2 separate regions of the Ovis aries genome follow, and region 1 is linked to region 2. The links are chromatin contacts, called in public Hi-C maps. All regions are on one chromosome and are shown on one strand. Each heading gives the region's core, a stretch centred on a gene start, on an enhancer-like site or on the middle of the called end of the contact. The rest is flanking DNA. Distances are from core to core; before and after follow the strand shown. Region 1 has its middle 20 kb from the start of SLC8A3. Region 2 overlaps SLC8A3 (solute carrier family 8 member A3).

The links. Hi-C and Micro-C count contacts between places; a contact is called where the count stands out from the background.
Region 1: a contact with region 2 is called in a Hi-C map of hypothalamus, with 4 times the contacts expected there. The contact joins two enhancer-like sites. A contact is called at or near these places in 3 of 16 Hi-C or Micro-C datasets (hypothalamus, muscle and tail adipose tissue).

Annotation. Positions count from the first base shown.
Region 1 is chr7:80,047,284-80,050,503 of ARS-UI_Ramb_v3.0, reverse strand. No RefSeq gene overlaps it. Among named protein-coding and RNA genes, the nearest start is that of SLC8A3, 20 kb to the right of the region's middle. Within about 2 kb of position 1,298, at least 8 of the 54 cell types and tissues checked have an H3K27ac peak or open chromatin away from gene starts, as enhancers often do. A contact at or near this core is called in hypothalamus, where this site is marked.
Region 2 is chr7:79,866,326-79,869,709 of ARS-UI_Ramb_v3.0, reverse strand. SLC8A3 (solute carrier family 8 member A3) reads left to right here. Exons shown (of 7, transcript XM_060418226.1): 7 at 1,142-3,384. The coding sequence ends at 1,518. Among named protein-coding and RNA genes, the nearest start is that of TRNAC-ACA, 48 kb to the left of the region's middle. Within about 2 kb of position 1,254, at least 8 of the 54 cell types and tissues checked have an H3K27ac peak or open chromatin away from gene starts, as enhancers often do. A contact at or near this core is called in hypothalamus, where this site is marked.

The DNA.
Region 1 (3,220 bases), core at 49-2,548, 180 kb before region 2:
TATTGGGTTGACCAAAATATTCATTTGGGTTTTTCCATAAGATGTTACAGAAAAATCTGAATGAGCTTTTAGGCCAACCGATAGAAGACCGTGGATATATATAATACTAAAGGCAGGATCCATGAAAAAAATAATTGATAAGCTGGGCTTATTTAAAATTAAATACTTCTGATATGTGAAATACACTGTCAAGAGAATGAGAAGACAAGGCACGCACAGGGAGAAGGTACACACAAAGGATGCATCTGATAAATGACTGCTTGGGTGTGTGCACGCTGTCTCTTCAGTCATGCCCGACTCAGTGTGACCCTATGGACTGTAGCCCACCAGGCTCCTCTGTCCTTGGGATTCTCCAGGCAAGAATACTGGAGTGGGTTGCCATGCCCTCCTCCAGGGGATCTTTCCAACCCAGGGATTGAAGCCACATCTCTTATGTCTCCTGCGTTGTCAGGCAGGCTCTTTACCTCCTGGGAAGCCCGAATAATACAGAATGATGTATAATTTCCAGTTATTTCCAATAAACACTTTTCTCATTTTTGTTAAAGTAATAAAACAATTGTCAATTATATTTATATATTTTTATATATAATACAATATATTAAATATATTGTATATCTAATATTTTTAAATATAATACATTTATGACATATCTATCACATTATATATTGAATAATTATTTATTATTTATGTTTTAAAAAGTTGGTTGCCCAAGTCAGCCCCCACATAGTCCCACATAGCCCGCCACATAAATCCTATGAGATAATACTATTAACCCCACTGATTTACAGATGAAATAAAAACTTTAGAGACATTAACTTGCTTAAGCCACAGAATAATAAATGATGAGTTTTTTTTTCTCCTTTCCATCTAAGGTTAATCAGCTAGATTATTTTCTCTGATCAAGACAACTGAACATGGAAATGTCCTTTTTTTCTTTGACCATGCTCTGTGACATGTGGGATCTTAGTTCCCCTGCCAGAGGTCTAACCTACTGCCTCTGCAGTGGAAGTGCAGAGTCAACCTCTGGACCGCCAGGGAAGTCCCAAAATACCCATTCTTTTTATTACAGGGTTCAGAAGTTAGTCATCCGCAGTAGTAAGAATGTGTGTTTCTGTGCATATGTGTGTGCGTGTGCGCTCATGCTTTGGTCGGCAATATAGTTTTAAATTAGGAATTTCACATAAAAGTCAGATTTCAGTTTTCTCTTAAAAACTCGGATGATCTGGAAACACTGGGCCCTTATTCCTCCACAGCAGCTGCTTGCTAATGGACATTTGTTAGAACATTATCTCATTTGCCAAGCTCCGCCTCCTCCCTTTCCTCTACATCCTGCCAGCTTCAATCAAGGACATTACACTTACTGCAGAGGCAGCAGGCAGTAATGGTTTAAGAAGCAAGACTGGGGTTCAAATCCCCGCTCTGCTACTTAACCAGCTCTGTAACTTTGGACAAGTTACTTAACCTCTCTGTGTTCCCAGTTTCTTCAGTTTGTACAGTGTCTTTCTCTAACAGGGCTTTTCTCTAAAAACTAATTAAAAAATTTTTTAATCTACTTATTTATGGCTGTGCTGGGTCTTAGTTGCTACATACAGGCTTTCTCTAGCTGTGGCCAGCCTGGAAAGTGTTAGTTGCTCAGTGGCATTCAACTCTTTGTGACCCCCATGGACTGTAGACAACCAGACTCCTCTTTGTCCATGGAGTTCTCCAGGCAAGAATCCTGGAGTGGGTAGCCATTCCCTCCTGCAGGGGATCTTCCTGACTTGGGATCGAACATGCATCTCCTGCATTGCAGGCAGATTCTTTCATTGCATTCAGTCTGAGCCACCAAGGAATCTGTTGATTTATGGCTGTACTGGGTCTTAGTCACGATGTGCAGGCTTTCTCTAGCTTTGGCCGGCCAGGGGCTACTCTTTATTCCAGTGCACAAGCTCCTCGTTGTGGTGGCTTCTCTTGTTGAGGGAGCGTGGGCTCTAGGAGGACCTGCTGAAGTGGGTTACAGCCCCCTGGGCTCTAGAGTGTGGACTCAGTAGCTGTGGTGCAGGGGTTTAGCTGCTCCGCGGCATGTAGGATCTTCCCGGACCAGGGATTGAACCCTTGTCACCTGCATCAGCAGGCAGATTCTTAGCCACTGGATCACCAAGGAAGTCCCCTTCATAGAGCTTTTAGAGGGTTTAAAGTTACAATTCTAGAAAACCTTAGAACATTCGTTAGCATATATGTGTTCCCTAAAAGTATCATTACATTCTGTCACAGTGTAAGCACTTCAGTTTGAGTTCCCTGTTGATGAAACTCCACCTCTCCACCCTCAGAGGTATAGCCAGAAAATGAACTCAGACCACAGTAGTCCAGCAGCTGTGCTTTCTGGGTTACTCTGTATTAAGTAATTCCATACGTGAACTTCAGTCACCCAGCCTGTGTTGAGCTAAACCATGGCCAGTCCAGTTTAATAGTCTATTCGAAAGGGAATATACCGCATCACAGCCTTCATGCGGTTTTCAGTTTCCCAGATACATCACGCATCATTAATCACAAAGGAACAAGCAACACTTAGCAAGGCAGCATGCTCTAAACTCATAGGCAAGCAAGAGCAATTTTTCTACCTTCACTTTGAACCACACCCCACCTCAGAGACAGCTCTGATTCAGACATACATGAGAAGGCTCATTATTGAACAGAATTCTGGCCACTTGATGTAAATCATCTCAGTTAGGTTAAGGGTGACTCCTATCTACCCAAACCTGAAATAAACTTTCTATCTTTTTCAGGACTGAGAAAACTGGCAATTCAGAAAAGCTCTCAGAAGAATCTTAAGGGTCTGACTTTAAATATTCATTTCTAGGTATCAATGTAGATTATAAACATACATATAATTAAAGCAAAATAGATTTTACTCTCCATGATGTCTTACACCTGCTCTTTTCATTTAGTACTACATTAGTAAAATATTTGATGTAAATACATTTGCAATGTTATTTTCAGTGGCTTTTTGATATTCAGCTTTGTGAATGCTGGGAGGGATTTGGGGCAGGAGGAAAAGGGGACAACAGAGGATGAGATGGCTGGATGGCATCACTGACTCGATGGACATGAGTTTGAATGAACTCTGGGAGATGGTGATGGACAGGGAAGCCTGGCGTGCTGCGATTCATAGGATCGCAAAGAGTCGGACATGACTGAGCGACTGAACTGAACTGATATGAATATAACAAACCCCTATACT
Region 2 (3,384 bases), core at 5-2,504:
TATCATGGGAATGCATGGAGTGGTAGGAAATTAAATGGATAATTGAGGGAAGGCTTTGTGAGAGAGATACCCTATGATTTACCTCTGTTCTCTGGGGCCTCAAGGAACTATCAGAGGGGAAGGAACAGATATGGGCAAAAGGAACAGATGTGGGAAGAAGTTGCAGAGGATCAGAAGTTTAAAAAAAGAAGAAACAAGGTCATAGGCAAGAAAAGGCAAGAGGTCTTCTTGGGGACAATATTGGCAACGAGGAGGCAGGCTGGGCCAGGGAGAGCTTGGGGCTTGTCCAAGACCTTGCGGTGGGTGCAGAGAACAGCTGGCAGCATTAGGGGCTTGAAGGTGATGCTGTGGTCCACTCAGCTTAATTTGTGGCTTTGGCTGAAGCTGTTTGGATGTCGGGTAAAGCTATGGAAAGGGCTCTCAGAGGAAGGTTTTCGGGTCAAATCTCTTGCTAACCTACCTTGAGTAGATCCCTTGATGCTTACTTTTCCTAACTTGTCAAATAAAAGGGTGGCCAGCCAGCTTCCAGTGCCTACAAATCCATACCAACATCTAAAGTCCAATAGCCTTTGAGGCCCTGTGCTTTGTATGCTAACTGCGAATCCTGAGCCCTGTCATTCTTGAGCCCATGGATATCCCCATCATTAGTCCCTACATCTCCCCATGTGTCCTCTGTCCCCATAAATCCAGCCCTTAGCACAATGCTAAGCCCACGGACTCAATCACAGTCTGTTTGGAAAGTAAATGTCCCACGTGACAGGGGCAATCAGGCATTTATTCTAAACAGCTTCTCTGGATGTCAGAGTTCCCTGGGAGATATTACGGGAAAGCAACACCTGCCCCTTACAGAAGTAGTAGTCAGAAGGGAACAATAAAAGCCACTCAGTAAATATCAGGACCAGAAGGACCCTTGAAAACCTTTCAGGCTCAGGCAGATTCGGAACAGAAAGCCCAGAGAAGTAAGGTGACCAGCCCAAGGCCACACAGCTTATTAACAGTGGACCAGGGAGTAGCCCCCAGGCCCCTGCCTCTCACTCCCAAGGCTCAGCCTGCTGGCCCCGGCTGCCTTTTGGCCTCTCCATGGAAGGCCCTCTGCATCTCAGCCTCCCTACCGGCTCTCACTGTCTCTGCCTCTTTCCAGATACGTTTGCCAGCAAAGCGGCTGCCATCCAGGACGTGTACGCAGACGCCTCCATCGGCAACGTCACGGGCAGCAACGCCGTCAATGTCTTCCTGGGCATTGGCCTGGCCTGGTCCGTGGCCGCCATCTACTGGGCCCTGCAGGGACAGGAGTTCCACGTGTCGGCCGGCACGCTGGCCTTCTCCGTCACCCTCTTCACCATCTTCGCGTTCGTGTGCATCAGCGTGCTCTTGTACCGCCGGCGGCCCCACCTGGGCGGGGAGCTGGGCGGCCCTCGTGGCTGCAAGCTGGCCACGACTTGGCTCTTTGTGAGCCTGTGGCTTCTCTACATACTCTTTGCCACGCTGGAGGCCTACTGCTACATCAAGGGGTTCTGAATCACAGAACAAGGCCTCCGGCTGGGCAGGCCTGCAGCTTCTCCCCAGAGAAGGGTGCGTCCCCACCCGTGACCTCTGGGGGACGAGCCACACCCCGGAGAGGTAGCCTCAGGACCCGAGCCGCTGGAGCATCACTGGACTGGGCCCCGGCAGTGAACTGAAAGGGCAGAGTCCATCCGTCCAGTGGAACACAGGAAACACCCACTTGGCAAAATATTTAATTCAATCCACACCAATGACAGCAACAGATCCACCTCCAACCCATCTCCCCGCCGTGTCCCTGACCCATAGCAAAGTCAGACCTTCTCTCCACCTTCTCGTCCACATTTCTTCTGACTATTCCTTTGCTTTCTAACTTTCCTTGTGCGGGGACAGGGTTTCTCCTGTCTGTCCAATTTGACACATCCCATCCTCTCACTCCGCCCGCGAGGCATGGAAATGAGCCCTGTCCCCATGGCTGGCTCGGGGGTCTCTTCATTGTCGTCAGTATCTTGGTTGCTTTTGTTTTCCCACCAGGTTTTGCTCATCATTTGTTTGTCCACCTTGTCTTTTCTGAGGTTAGTGATGACGGTGCTGCGAAGGAGCTCAAGGTCTGAGCCGACGGGCAGAGGCCTGAACTTTCAGACACACCCTTTCCCCTACTCTCCCCTGGGTAACAGCTGTCTCCTGTTCCAGCGAGTTCCTGTTCCCTTTCTCCTTTTATCCTCTGCATTCTTGAATGGACTGTGGTGTCTGGGTGGTGGTAAGTTCGCACACCCGCGAGGGCAGTAAGAATGGGGACTGTGGCTGGAGCAGGAACAGCTTTATCTCAAGCTTCTGTCAAGATCCAGTTTACAACAAGAAGTCCTTTCAGATTCTGTCTGTCTCGTTGTATCAGTGTCTGGATGTTTATCCCTCTGCAGCAAGACCCACCAAGTTGTAGATAGGGAACGAAAATAGAAATAGAATATGATGACAGAGGGCAGCTAGGAAGGCAGAAGGGCTATATGCCTTCTAGAACATCTCTGGCTTTGTATCTGAGGCAGGAGAGAAGCGATGTCCACCTAGTAGGATCTGTCGGGAAAAGATTATATTGAAAATATCTGATTCTGAGAGATGTCAGCTTCACCACTCCCTCACTTCCTAATGCACCAGACTAAGAGCTTTGACTGTATTTCTTGATTTCCTGCAAAAAGCTTAGAACTTTCTAAGAAAATGAGGGACTTCACGTCTCCTGGACTCGGGTCATGGTTGAAAGCATTTTCACAGGACAGGGATTGAAATTCCTCATCTCTCCCACATTCCTGCTTGGTTTTAAACCTCTTGAAGCTCTTTTTCCAGCCTGTGGGCTATTTCTTGCCCCAGTAGGAGGAATCTTAGCTGCCATAATTCCATGGAGCCTGGGTTTATAGAGAGATTGCCATGCCCTACAGACCTTTTCCCAACAAATTTTGAAAGGACCTGGCTTTAAAACACACACACACACACACATATAATCACTGAAAGACTGCCCACAGATCTTTAGGCTTTCTGCATTGACATAAATACATTTTTTAAGGGAAAAGAAGAAATGAAAAACACCTGTTTAATTTTAAACACATTTTTTAAGAAAACAAATAACTGAAAAAGAAACCGTGTTCATGTCATAAGCTATGTTGACAGTTGCCAGTGGAAATGTTGGGTTGGTTTAAAAAAAAAATAAAAGCTATACTTATATCTCTCTGAAGACAGCTTGCTTCTCCCCATGTTGCTTCAGGAAAAGGTCCAGGGGGCCACCTTGGGTTCCTTCTGGGGCTGCAGTGACTGAGGTGAAAGTGTCATCTCCTATTTGTATCTCCCATTTGTACCTGTCATCTCTTCAGATGCCAGTGTGCCAAACCTAGGTTT